Regions from separate parts of the Mus musculus genome. Here region 1 is linked to region 2. Evidence: chromatin contacts called from public Hi-C data. All regions are on one chromosome and are shown on one strand. Each heading gives the region's core, a stretch centred on a gene start, on an enhancer-like site or on the middle of the called end of the contact. The rest is flanking DNA. Distances are from core to core; before and after follow the strand shown. Region 1 has its middle 68 kb from the start of Gm31870. Region 2 holds the start of Hsd11b1 (hydroxysteroid 11-beta dehydrogenase 1).

Region 1 (7,334 bases), core at 2,264-4,763, 340 kb after region 2:
GCAGCCCAAATTGTTGGATAGAAAGCTAATCTCATAAATATTGGGGGAATATTCCAATTTCCAGAAGCTAGTGATAAAATTCAAAGCTGAGAGTCAAGGTGGAAACCCCATCTTTGAAAATGTTCCAGAAAATACAAGGTCTGGATGGGGAAGCTTGACAGAGGCTCAGCTCTTGGTATTCCAACCATATTTTATATTAAGGTGGGATGGAACTGAAGCAGAAATGTAGGCCTGGCTGTCCTTTTGGACAATTGACACATTTGTCATGACAGCTAAACACTTGGGTGAATGGATGCTGAGTGGCTGGGGATCGGGTAGGTGATGCTTCAAGCAGCCACTGTTTTTGTGAGGGAGGTACCCTCAAAACAGCAGCAGAATGTAGCTCCAGAGAAACACCCAGAAAAGGGAGCAGTATTTTTAACCTGTGTGGGTGCAGGGTGGAGGAATTCACTGCTGACAAAGGGATGCTTTTTCTCCCAGAAGCCGACTTTACCATTTGTTGACATGCACTGCATCTAAATTGGATGGACAGCCCTCTCTTGGAGACACTTTGACTGAAACATTCACTGCAGACACTGGAATTGTTCTAAATATTAAGATAAACATTGTTTCTTTGCAGCAAATACAGACTGTGACAGAAAATGCATATATAGAAACATGAGGGTGATTGAAGTCTTTCATAATCCACCAAAGAGAACCAATTAGGCCTTTGCTGCTCTAATTCCACGTTGTCATTTTGAAACACAGTTCAGAATGGCATACAAACACTTTAATTCTCACTTTTAAATATGACAATTAAGCACAGGCATTTTCGCATGGTTTAAAATGCTCCTAAACAATAGGGCTGGCATTGTAGCATCCCGTTTACTTCTGGACTTGGTTTTACTAAACCATTGCAGCATCGGCACACCAGAACTTCAGTTTGTCACACATTGATCTGTATGATTTATATTTGTAAGTTCCTTTGTTTCTCCAAACCAGAGTGAAAGGCATGAGCTACCGATAATCTCATTTACAGGGAAGACACTGAAGGGTAGGTCATTGCTAGAGGTCACTCAGCTGCTGAGAGACAGGGATGAGATTTGAACCAATGCAGTTGGTGCTTCAAGGGCTTTGGGCAGGAATACCCCCCCTCACCCAATATTCAGGCGCTCTATTCTCATATTTGGTTGGAATCTCTTTCTTCTTTACAGAGAATTTCCACAAAGGAGGTCTCCCCTTTTTGTTGCATTTGGGAGTTAGTGCCTTCTGCCCAGGCTGGCTCCTAGAGGTTGATTACGGTGGCTACTGGTCATGTGAGACTTGCAATTCTGGGGTCAATACTGACATGAAAGCCCCTGCTATTGATTATAGAATCAGTATTAGGACCTCTCTCAGATTCCTCTCTAGTCTTTTTCTTTCTATTTTCATGCACACACACACACATTTGCAAGTATACACATACAAACATCTTTCTAATGAAGGAAGACAATGCAGTCTTTTGAAAGGCCAGTGTCTAGACAGAGTTATTGCAGGTAGAGATTGGGACTTATTAATTATAGCAGATTATTTTCTGCCCATTTCCATATTTATGACTTGTCTTGGAAAGCCTTGGGTTTTTCAGAAGCCTTTTTAAGTATCAAGAAGGGACTTTGTACCCGTTTTGTATTGGCCCTTAAAAGGAGGATTCTGCATCTGAAGGGTGAGGGGTAGGCATGGCCCATCCATTTCTAGGCTTCTCAGCATGGAGGCACACTCTTTCCTGGAACTCTGCTCCTCTAAACCCAACCTTGACCTAACAAGAAATGCTCTCCTCCCCATCCCTACTCCCTAATGCTTAAGAGACAGCTCCAGCATGCTAAACCAATCCCCAACCTCATCTCCAGGGGATTCTACTTTCATAGGCAAACTACTAGATTTCTCTGGGGCCCAGATAGATTTCCATGAGTAGACCTCTAGCAATGAGTGAACAGAAGAAATGAGGATACAGATTCCCTATAAAAGACCTGAGACTCTATCCCCAGGGCAGTAGGATGGAAGAACTGAGTGAGGAAAACCAGCTCACACTGGTGGCTAACTGGAGAGCCTCACATACGATTTCAGATCTGAAATATCCTTCAGACTCCTATGAGTAAGCCTGGGTTCTCAGTTGGTGTTGTATGAGAAATGATTAGATTGGAAGGGCCTAATCTCATCAATGAATTAATCTGTTCAGAGTTTCATTGCTAACTTCATAGCTAAATGACTATTAGTGGGGGGCATAGTTGGGTGAAGTGGGTCACAGAGGTGTTGTACCTTTAAAGGGTCTTCCTTGTTTCTAGCCCCTCCTGTCTGCATCTCTTGCCCTTGCTCTCTCGGTCTGAACCACAGTGGATGAGTGGTTTTGTTTCATCCAGTGCCCCTCAGATGATCAACCTCACTTTGTGTCTGGAAACAATGCAGTGAACGGACAGGTCTCGGAAACCACGAGACATACGAATCTTCGGTTGTTTTCCTCTAGCACTTCGTCACAGTGATGGAAACTGGGCTATCACCATGGCAGAAGAATCCAATCACTTAGGGTACATGAGCATTATTGAGAGTTAGGAAAGAAAGAAACAGAAAGGCAGCTTTGTGGAATGTTTACTGGGGGACAGTGAATGAGGCCACTGAGAATGTTACTGTCCTTTGATTAAAATAAGATTCTCTGAAACATGACAGAAGTTGGTTCTTTAACTGTGATGTTGCAGTAGGGATGACGTTCTCAGATGAAATTAAGACACCTATTTCCTCAAACATTAAATTTGACTCCATAGTTGTGATCTGGTGGGAATAGAGGAATTTTTCTTTAGTGTACCAACCGTGGGGCAGGTAGGGGTAGTATTTGTACAGCTGCAGGGGTCAGTCATACATGGAATCTGTCAGACCTGAGAGACCTACTTCTGTCCTACATCTGTGTGGGACCCGGATGATTTCCTGCTGGCCTCTCTGGAACCTGGTCTTCTAGTGTTCAATTTGTGATACTGCAGATATACATGTCTGAGAGAAAGATCTAGCCCTGCATCTTGGCTAGCTTGGCCAAGGATAGCAAACTGTGAGCCAGGAAGTAAGAATTTGACATTCCCCTTTCAAACTAGCCCCTATGAAGAGTGCACATGCTGGGACGAGAGGCTCCCAGAAAAAAATCACAACAAAGTAAATGGAGTGTCTGGATGCAGGTGACTCAGTTGACACAAGCAGAGCCAGGAACTCTGCAGGAAGGTGGTTAACTCTGGTGAGAGCCCATCAACGCCCCGTAAATACTAGGGCCTCTTCCAGGTATCTGCAGTTTTCCGTGGCACACCGGTCTTGGTGGAGCACTGCAGATGCCACCAGAGCTGCTGCAATACTGTGGTCATGTGGGGACAGAGGCACAGACAGCCACTGAGTGAGTTGATGAAGTCTGGGCAACACAAGTTTATTCTATTTCTGGGCTTCCTTTCCACACGGCTCAGGGAAAGCTGTTGTTATTTCACTGAGTGAGATGGGGGAGAAGAAACAAGTTAAGTGTCAGCTGCACAGCGTAGTCTTGAAGAAGGTTGGCAGGAGGCAGCAGCCGTCCCAGCTGTACCACCGACACTCCAGTTCTCCCACTTGGAGTTGGGCTTCAGTGGATAGACTGTTTGCCACGTGTCTGCCTTTCCTGGCTCATGTTTCCCAACAGCCATAGATAACTTGGATGAAGTTATTAGTGGATCTGATTGTCTGCCTTCAACACTGTGTATAAACAGGCATGCTTATCTGTGTGGCTTTCTGGCTACCATTGTAAGGATAGGTAGAGAGAAGGTCTTTATTCGCTAGCCAAATATGGCATCCTGCTGTCCTTTTGGAGCAATGTGGCTTTGTCCTGGATCTTTTGGCATGAATTCTTCACAGGCTTTCAGATGTGTCAATTTTAGCAGGGAATTCTGTGGTAGATTTGGCAGGCAGAGAATAAATCAGAGGTCTATACCCTGACTGTTAAGGAGAATAGGAGGCTAATTACCAAGATTGCAAGCTCATTAACAAAGCCACAAGCCACAGAATCAGAGGTAGAGGGCACACACTCACTGTTAGTGGGACCTTATTGGTGAGAATTGCACTTTGTTTCGAGGACTTGGTAGCATGTTTTAAGGCTGGGTCAGGGTCTGCACAAACACACACACACATAAGCCCCAGTGTCTACCAGGACTTTCAGAACAGCCTCATAGCAGGCTCCCTGGCATTTTGGCATTGCTGTGGTGATATTTGGTACTGGCTTGTGAAATACAAACCTGCCCTACAAAGGCCATGCTCCTGTCAGACCATGTGAGAACCCAACATGTCCCTATTGGGGATGGGTAATTATGGAGGCCAGACTCACAGGACCCAAGGCGAGCTTTCTGTTATCCTGTGCTTTCATGTGCATTTGAAGGAGACACTGAAGTTGCATAGCAACCAACACATTTCTAGATCATGAGGAGCTCTCCAAGGCACCGATGACACAGACTGCCCGATGGCAACTAGGTTGAGACAGGAGGATGCCACTCTCCTGAATGCTTAAGGCAGGTGTTGGACATCTGTGTCTCTGCTGGATTCCATGTCTCCCAGAAGGCTCAATCAGAAGCTAGACTTTAAACCTCACCCCGAGACACAGAGTAATTACAGGGTGGGTGTGCTTTTAAGCTGGAGACAGGGGAATGAGTTTTAAAGAGGGAACGTGAGATTTCTCGATTTAGTTTACTTGAAATACCTGGTAAAGAGTTTCAGATTCTAAAATAGATGGTAGCTGACATTTGCTTAAGTTTAGAGGATGATGTAGCTTTCTTGGTCTCTGAAAAAGAGTAAAATCTACTTTAGACTCCCACCAGCCAACTTCATAGCAACATTTGGGGCTGTGAGGATGAATCTGAGGCAGGGACTGGACATTTGTGGAATGCCGGGAGCCTGGAAATCAAGCTGTGGCATGCTCCTCAGCTGAGACATTAGAATATTGTTAGGGCCCTCCCACCCCAACCCCTGTGGCAGCTCCGGTCTCTGTACAGCTCCTGCTTGCTTGCCTCAGAAACAACACACTCTGAGCCTGCAAGGAAGCTTTACATTCTTCTGAAGAGAATGCTCCCCGCCCCCCATTGTGATGAGTAAATCAAGTAGGGGTTAGGCCATGTGATGTGGAATTTTGATTTTAAATCATTTCTGACATAGTTCTAAGATAAAAGCTCCCGAGAAAGGGACCCTTGCATTGAGACACAACCTCACTGCCTGGCAGCAGCAGCAGAGAAAAATCAGAAAGAAAGCTTTGGAGCCTTTCCAGTCTCTGCCTTGCTGTTTATGTGGTGGCTATCGATTCTCTAGAAGAGGACTCATACTCTGGGCAGCAAGGAGCTATATTTATGTTAACCCGTGCACTTGATACCTCCTCACTGAGAACAATGAGGCCCATCTAACCACGAGAGGACCACACATCTGCATTTAACTGGGCTGGCCACAGAGACAGTCCGGTGTCAGTGCCTGGAGCAGGGGAACTTTGGAAGGGAACCAATTCAGAGTGCAAACTAAGAAACTGAGACTTGGGTTCTCAGGTTGGGGTGCAAATCACAGAGGACAGATTCTCTGCCAGTTGCATGTGGGCTCTCCTAGGGATGATAAGAGATGCTGTTGGCTCAGGCGCGCCACCTTGTGCTAGGACTCTGCTATCACCGTTGGCATTTAGTGGCAGATGGGGGGAGGGGGATTGTTAACATCGAGAAGAGTGGAACAGTAGTAAGGGGTAGTGAGGGAGTGGTGTGGGGTTGGGGAGAGAAGAGGTGGTAGGAAGGTTACAGAGGGAGATGGAAGTGAGAGAGGTGACAGTGGGAGGGATGGTTGTGAGGGGATGGTAGTAGGGGTGGCAAGTGGGGGGGGGGCAGTAGCAATTAATCTGTTTTTTCCTGTTCCATTTTTTCTTCTTTTCTATTTTCCTGTCTCAACTGCCTCAGCTCCCCTCTCTCCACCTGTCTCTTTGGACCTAAATAGATTTCTCTTTTCTGTTTGGAAACCACACATTATAACTATCTACACATTGTCACCAAAACCAATTTGTGCAAACTAACAGGCTTATCAGTGCCACTGAAATGAGATTAAAACTGCTTCCAGTGAAACAGATAAAAACCAGATGAATGAAGCCTGCTAATAAGACATTAAAGATAATGAGGAGAATGACTAACCGGTTGATACAGTGAGCAGTTACGAGAGCCCGCTGCTCAGGATCAGTAAACTGCTCAGAATCAGTAAAAGAATCCACCTTTAATTCCCCTTTGTCATCGAGATATGATCACATTCGCATCATCATAGTTTGGTTACTATTTATCTGTGAGAGCAACATCACACCTTTCTCTAAAGTGCTTACGGGTGGGGAGAGTAAGAGAAAGGAGAAGAAAGACAATTGCTTTGGGGATAAAGCTCTTATTCCTGCTTTTTTAAGACTGGAGGGGGATGTTTAATACCTTGTTTATGTTTGTGTGTTGGTTGTGCAGGCACACTCTTTCATTTGTTTCACCTCTGAGAGGGGCCAGCTCATAGCCAGCCTGCTTTACATTACACAGTTAGCTAATTATCACATTAACAAGCCACATGAAGACAATCTGAAAATTGCATTTCTGTTAGTAACATCTTGGGCCATGGTCACTGTAACCCTGGTGTCTGGCTTTGCGTTGCTGTGGAGAGCCTTTCCTCTATCCTGCAGCTGAGTAGATGGATCTTCCTGCCTCACTGGGTATGAGTTAATGGGGAGGGAGTGTGGAAGAGAGAGAAGTCATTTACCATTCAGTTAGAGCTTTCCCAACCATATTCAGTTAGAGCTTTCCCAACCATATGATATGCAGGCTCAGTGTTGTGCTCCCTGAAGGAAGGCAGGTGAAAAAGAACTCTGCTCTGCCCTCAGGGGCAGGAAGGGGAATAAACAGAGACTAGATGACAGGCGGACAAGTCCAGGGACTCTGTGATTATAGGAAGCACCACAGACGCCTGGAGGAGGGAGCTGCTCTCCAGAGGAGCCAGGGAAGGCTGCTCAGAGGAAGAATTCTTTGATGTGGGTATGAAAGGAAGAATGGGCTTTGCTAGAGGGAGAAGTGGTGTAGGGCAGAGATGGAGTAATTGCACAAATAGCCATGAACGGCCCTGCTGTGTTGTGGGAAGAAATGCTCGGGGAGGGGGGGGGGGGAACCTGGGAACAGCTGAGAAAGGAGGCCAGCGAAGAGGCTAGAGGCCCATGTTCCATGCTGATCTTTCCACATTTATTCTTAACAGTCAGGCTCACTCTGATCAAACCTGTTGTGAATGGATTAAAGGCAGAAATGAGTGGAGTCAGAAGGAAACCCAAGCCTGAGCCCTGAGGTAGC
Region 2 (6,796 bases), core at 1,734-4,233:
TCTAGCACTACACCCTACCCTAGAGCAGCAGTTCTCAACCTGTGGGGCTCGACCCCTTTGGGGGTCGTATGATACTTTCACAGGGGTAGGCTATCAGGTATCCTGCATATCAGATATTTACATTATGATTCCTAACAGTAGCAAATTTATAGTTGTGAAGTAGCAATGAAATAAAGTTATGGTTGGGGGTCACCACAACATGAGGAGTGGTATTAAAGGGCACCAGTACCAGGAAGGCTGAGAACCCTAGAGCGAGTTTCCTCTCCATTGTTATGTTTTAGATCCCTTTTCCCAGCCAACCACCCTGCTGTGTGTCCGTAAGTTATTCGATTTTTATTTCTGCTTTTGGATCCAATGATGCACTGCCCTGTGGCTCTTAGTTATGATGGAAACAGCGTCTTTTCTGTTCATTATGACCAGGTCACTCTTGTGAAAAGACCGGAACTGGCTACGCCTCAGCAGCTTTTCCTATCCCTATCCTCTCCCAGGCATGGCTCACACACCAGGTTTCCCACGGGCATCCCGGGCTGTTGATTTTTGTTTGTTCTCTTAGGAGATTTTATAGTCCTGCTTTGACCAAGCCTGACTTTTTGGGGGCCATTAGTTCCTCTCAGTTTCTCTTTCTCTTAACATTCATGTCCCTTCCTCACCGAGTGTACATCCCAAGTCCCTGATGAGTGAACCTGTCTGTGTATTACTGGCTTCTGTGTAATATCACCATGAGCATTTTAATGTGCGTGCAGTGTGTCTTTCCTGTATGGAAACCTAACTCGAACTTGTGCCCAGCACAGAGTCCAGCATAGCCCTAGCCTTATTCTTTTCTCCACTTCTATCCTGACCCCTGCTCCACTCACCAGCCAAGGAGGAGATGACGGCAATGCTGCCATTGCTCTGCTTCAGCATGGGCAAGGCGGCTGTGCTCATGACCACGTAGCTGAGGAAGTTGACCTCCATGACTCTTCGCACAGAGTGGATGTCGTCATGGAAGAGAGACAGCGAGGTCTGAGTGATGTGGTTTAGAATAAGCATGTCCAGTCCGCCTGCAAAGAGATAGATGCGCTGACTTGGAAGACCACCGGGAGCCAGTCCTGTCCCCTTTCCCTCCTGAAAGATCTTAACCCAGAGAAGCAAAGGAGAGGGGAAGCCTTACCCATGAGCTTTCCCGCCTTGACAATAAATTGCTCCGCAAATGTCATGTCTTCCATAGTGCCAGCAATGTAGTGAGCAGAGGCTGCTCCGAGTTCAAGGCAGCGAGACACTACCTACAGAGACATAGCGGAGATGGTGGTCATCTTGGTCGTAGGCTTTCATGTGCAGTGTTTGGGGTAACTGGGGTTTAAATGAAAGTTTGTTCCAGAGCTCTGTGTGTGTGTGGGGGGGGAGTGTCTAGTATTCTCAGATGATGCCAGGTGGTGGTGGCACATACCTTTGATCCCAGCACTCAGAAGGCAAAGGTGGGCAGATCTTTGGCCCTCAAGGCCAGATTGGTATATATATATATCTTTAGATGATCATTGTCCTCTGAAATATATTAATTGGATAAATCATCATTGTGTGAGAGTTTAAGTCTATTGTTTATCTCTGCAGGGTTTATAAACAAATGTTTCCAAATGCATTGTGGGTGTGGGTGCTTGTTTCTATGTGGGTAGATCGGAGTTTGAGTGTTGTATGACCTAGGGCTCTCAAACTTGTGAGACTATGGGGCATGCCAACATAAATAAATGCATGAGCAGATACAGGAACCCCAGTCTCTGAATACATGTATCTGCACAAGGGCAATGTGTATGAACAGGTACAACTATGAACATACACAGTCAAAGAACTCTGTGGCTACCAACACCAAACACATGCAAGTGTGTGTGTGTGTGTGTGTGTGTGTGTGTGTGTGTATTGGGTGGGGGGGCAAGACTTTGTACATTAAGTGTGAGACTATAAGGGGGACACAGAACACTCACCTTCTGGAGACCTTCCTCCGACCTGGCAGTCAATACCACATGGGCTCCCATTTTTGACAGATGATATGCCATTTCTCTTCCAATCCCTTTGCTGGCCCCAGTGACAATCACTTTCTTTCCCTGGAGCATTTCTGGGGAACCACAGAAGCCGTGAGTGTCCCCAAAGCCTTGTCTTGCTTTCCATACTTAGAGGTTGTGAGCCCAGATCATTTTATCTCATGCTGTAACCACTGAAGCTGCACTTGCGGTTATTCATAAACAGGCTCTCAAACATGGGTTTGGCCTGGATGTCCAGAGCCGAGCCATCCTGCTATCATTTCTAAAAATCTCCACACGCAGAGATCATAGAGACAAGGCCAGAGAGGTCAGAGTTTGGTGAAAGTACCCAAGTTCAACCCTTTTGTCATAATCTAATTTTGCTAACTTGAAAGGGAATTTAAAAGAGCATCACAAAATGTGTTCACAGAGATTTCAGCCCATCTACTTAGTCATCAACTTCATAACCCTTTTTTTTTTTTTTTTTGATTCTCGGCTATCAGTATCTCCATGGAACACAGCTATCTGGATGAGCCCTGTGTCTGGGTACTACCTTCCCTTCTGTAGATCTGACATCACTTTCCATGCTGTAGGTCCAGCAAAGCATGACCTCCTTGGCTGTAAGGCTCACCCCCTCCCAGTCCTCTCCTGCCCACAGTCTGTGGCTGGAGGATACAGGGTTACAGATTCAACATTAGGGTTTGAATCAGTGATGTAGGGATCAAGAACACAGCTAGAACTTTAGGAACATTCCAGCACCTCTGTGTTTTAAGCCTGTTTCTCCAAATGAGACACAGTGGTACTCACCTGGTCTGAACTCTTCATTTGTAGAATAGTAGTAGTAGGCCAGGAAGAGCACCAGGATCGGGAGGAGGTAATTTTTCATAACTGCCATCAAACAGGGACCTGGCTCAGGGCGCCCTGTAGGACACACGAAGAAAACCTGCAGAGCTTTCTACAACCTCCCAGGCAGGCAGCAGCCTCTGAATTGTGACATCAGGGACGGGGGAGGCTGGAGTAGTCTCAGGCAGCACTAGCCAACTTCCCTGTCAGAGCAACGATTGGCTTTGGGTGGGATCCCATTCGTCCCTGGCAGCCTGCGTGGTGGATTTCATAATGGACAATGTTTACTCCATTTCATTGAGTAAGAGGCAACTTCCAGATGGCCAGGCTCATGACTGTGCAGGGCTGGGTTCCTGAGCATCTCCTACTGCGACATCCTTTGCACACGGCAGAATGGCCTTGCAAGAATGGCTTGTCAGGGAGGGAGGGGGAGAGGGCAGAGCAAGGGAGGGAAGGAGGAAGGGAGAAAGAGAGGGAGGGAGGGAGAGAAAGAGAGACAGAGACAGAGATACACACAGAGAGAAACAGCACCTAAGAACCCCTGAGCATGTGGGGCTTTGGGGAAATATGAATGATATCAAATAGAGCTAAACTCAAGCCAAATCTCACCCTTGGCCCCACTCCCCAGTCAGAAGCAATTAAAAATAAGAACACAAAACAGCAAAATAAGCTCAAGGGAAAAAAAATGTGCATGTCTTAGGAGAAAAAAGAATAAAGCAAACAAGCCATATAAGCCCCACACTCCAGTTCAATGAAAAAGCATTACAACATCAAAGAGAAGTTGCAACCCAGCCAGACCCAGATGGCGGGAAACCCAAGCTCAGTTCAAGACTCTCAGGCAAGTGCAAGGGAGCTCACCCTTATTACTTTAACAGAGAATGAAGAAGGAACAATGGGCCCCAAAACGGGAAGAAAGGCAGCAGGTTGTTAAACTGGGTTATGCAAATGCTGTGGAGCAGCGAGGAACAGAAGAGGATGCTGAGAAAAGGAGGCCAGACTAGAAGATCTAGACCATCTTTGGCTATAGCCACACTGCTCGCTCATAAGCTGCAGTGCTAACCTTTTGACCTCTACTTTGAGTCTGGGTCTCAGTTAAGTTGATCAGGCTTGCCTGGAACTTGCTCTGTAGCCTCAGACTTGCGATCCTCCTGCCTCAGCCTCCCAAAGAGTTGGGATTCCATACCTGTTGCCATAAAGTTCCAAGGGATGTACTTGAAGTAAAACTAGCATAGAGCATCCAAGTCCCAGGTAAAAAACGATCCAACAGGAGCATCAAGACAAGAGACACTCTAGCAATTAAAAATGTGTCGTTATGACAAGGCAGAAATAATCACCTTCTTTTATGTGTAGCAAGATTTTATTAAAGAATAATCCTCAAAGAGTTAAAGACACACCACAGTTAAGTTTTTCAGCTTAAAACTTGCCACCCGTGTCATGAAAATCACCCAGAACAAAGCCAATCCTGAACTGTGAGTAACTGCAGAGCATGTAGAGAAGCTGGAATGTCAAGAATGAGTGTCTGGCCTATGAGGAGAGATTGGGGATCAACGATGGGAAAGATCTGAATCATTCAGAGTTTGGAGAAACCAAATTATGACCCTAAAACAGTCTCTGGAAAGATCCGGTGACTTTTTACTTCAGAGAAAATAATTTAAGGCCCAGAGGAGACGAAACAATTTGTCAACAAAGGCCACAGCTGTGAGGGTTGCTTCCAGAAGACAATAATGGTTTGAGAACAGCAGAGAGCTGGAGCCGAGGGCGCAGATGACAAAAATAGAAAGGCTGCAATGTAAGTGGGAGGTGCAGCCATGTTGTCAAGACTGGCAGCATCTGAGTATTCTCAGAAAAGCTTTTATGCTACCAAGACACATGACAGACAGGACTCCACGTTCCTTCACGGGGGGGGGGGGGGAGGGGAGAAAATAAGACTGCATTCTTAGCCTTATATAACAGCGAAATCATTTACTTGCACGCAGAAAATAAGATAATAATTTTTTTTTAAATGTGCTTTGTAGTGAGTGAAATTATAGGGAACAAGAAAGAATCATTTAAAAAAATCATGATACAAAAGGAAGATAGGAGTGAAGAACACAGAGAAACAAGAAAGAGAAGAAAGGAATGATAAAAAGACAGAGAGAAAAGAAAGGGATGAGAGAGTGGGGACTGGGGAGACGGCTGTCATTTCATGTAGAAAACACAAGCTTAAAGTGTAGACAGCTATGTGTGTGGTGGGCTGAATGTAACAGGCTGGGGGCAGCAGAAGCCAGATTTTGCAGCGTCTGTGTGTGTGTGCGCGCGTGTGTGTGTGTGTGTGTGTGTGTGTGTGTGCGCACAAAAATGCTGATCAGTGGCTCAAGTCAGTGACAGTCCAACACTGTCTCTCAGAAGACACATAAAGACCCCAAACCACCATTAGATCATCAAAGAACCCAGTAGCTATCATGCTGTTAAGACAGAAACACACCCACTGCCCTGATTTCCATGAGTAAGAATGAAGAACTGTCATATAAAATGCACTAAATAGACAGATGTGTAGCCGTTGGGATACATCAGCAGTTCTCAGACACTCGAGTCTCGGAAGCTTTTCTTTTCTTTTGGTGTTACCTGGTATTTTGAGTCAAAGTCTTGCTATGCAACCCAGCTGACCATGAAGTTGTGATTTTTTTTTTCTGCCTCAGCTTTCTGAGCTTTGGGATTATAGTTGTATACCACTGAAACTGTTACCAAAGAATTGTGTATGTTTCTGTATGAGTGTGAGCTTGTGTGTGTGTGAGCACATGTGTGCAAGGTGTGTATATGCACATGTGTGCATGTGTGTGTGGTGTGTGAGAGCTTGTATGTGTGTGCACATGTGTGTGTGTATGTGTGTGAGCTTGTGTGTGAGAGCCTCTGTATGTGAGGTGTAATGTGTACATGTGTGTGTGTGTAATAGTGCAGGTGCAGGTGTGTGTGGAGGCTAGAAGTCCTTTCTCAAGAGTTGTCCACTTTGCTTTAATGGGACCAAAGTGCTGCTCTAAACCTGGAGCGCACCCATTTGGCTAGGCTCTCTGAGCAGAGAGCTCTGGGGATCCTTGTACATTTGCCTTCCCAGCTCTGCGATTACAAGCACAGGCCACCATACCAAGATTTTCATGTGGATTCTGGGAATCAAACTTGGGTTCCAATGCTTGTATGGTGAGCACTTTACCGACTAAAGTCTCATCAGTTCCCAGTGTCAAAGAACTTTCACATGTGGTTTTCCTATTGATATTGATGCAGAGATTTAGACAGTGTTGTTTAAATTTTTTTTCTTTTTTTTTTCCTTTTCCATTTTTTATTAGGTATTTAGCTCATTTACATTTCCAATGCTATACCAAAAGTCCCCCATACCCACCCACCCCCGCTCCCCTACCCACCCACTCCCCCTTTTTGGCCCTGGCGTTCCCCTGTACTGGGGCATATAAAGTTTGTGTGTCCAATGAGCCTCTCTTTCCAGTGATGGCCGACTAGGCCATCTTTTGATACATATGCAGCTAGAGTCAAGAGCTCCGGGGTACTGGTTAGTTCATAATGTTGTTCCACCTATAGGGTTGCAGATCCCTTTAGCTCCTTGGGTAATTTCTCTAGCTCCTCCACTGGGAGCCCTGTGATCCATCCATTAGCTGACTGTGAGCATCCACTTCTGTGTTTGCTAGGCCCCGGCATAGTCTCACAAGAGACAGCTACATCTGGGTCCTTTCGATAAAATCTTGCTAGTGTATGCAATGGTGTCAGCGTTTGGATGCTGATTATGGGGTGGATCCCTGGGTATGGCAGTCTCTACATGGTCCATCCTTTCATCTCAGCTCCAAACTTTGTCTCTGTAACTCCTTCCAAGGGTGTTTTGTTCCCACTTCTAAGGAGGGGCATAGTGTCCACACTTCAGTCTTCATTTTTCTTGAGTTTCATGTGTTTAGGAAATTGTATCTTATATCTTGGGTATC

The links. Hi-C and Micro-C count contacts between places; a contact is called where the count stands out from the background.
Region 1: a Hi-C map of cerebral cortex shows a contact between it and region 2, with 2.3 times the contacts expected there. The contact joins the enhancer-like site here to the promoter of Hsd11b1 in region 2. A contact is called at or near these places in 5 of 484 Hi-C or Micro-C datasets (adipose-derived mesenchymal stem cells, cerebellum, cerebral cortex and 2 more).

The regions. Positions count from the first base shown.
Region 1 is chr1:193,583,603-193,590,936 of GRCm38.p6, forward strand. No RefSeq gene overlaps it. Among named protein-coding and RNA genes, the nearest start is that of Gm31870, 68 kb to the right of the region's middle. Within about 2 kb of position 3,514, at least 42 of the 459 cell types and tissues checked have an H3K27ac peak or open chromatin away from gene starts, as enhancers often do. A contact at or near this core is called in cerebral cortex, where this site is marked.
Region 2 is chr1:193,239,377-193,246,172 of GRCm38.p6, forward strand. Hsd11b1 (hydroxysteroid 11-beta dehydrogenase 1) reads right to left here and starts at 2,984. Exons shown (of 6, transcript NM_001044751.1): 1 at 2,799-2,984; 2 at 1,956-2,086; 3 at 1,151-1,262; 4 at 855-1,040. The coding sequence starts at 2,886.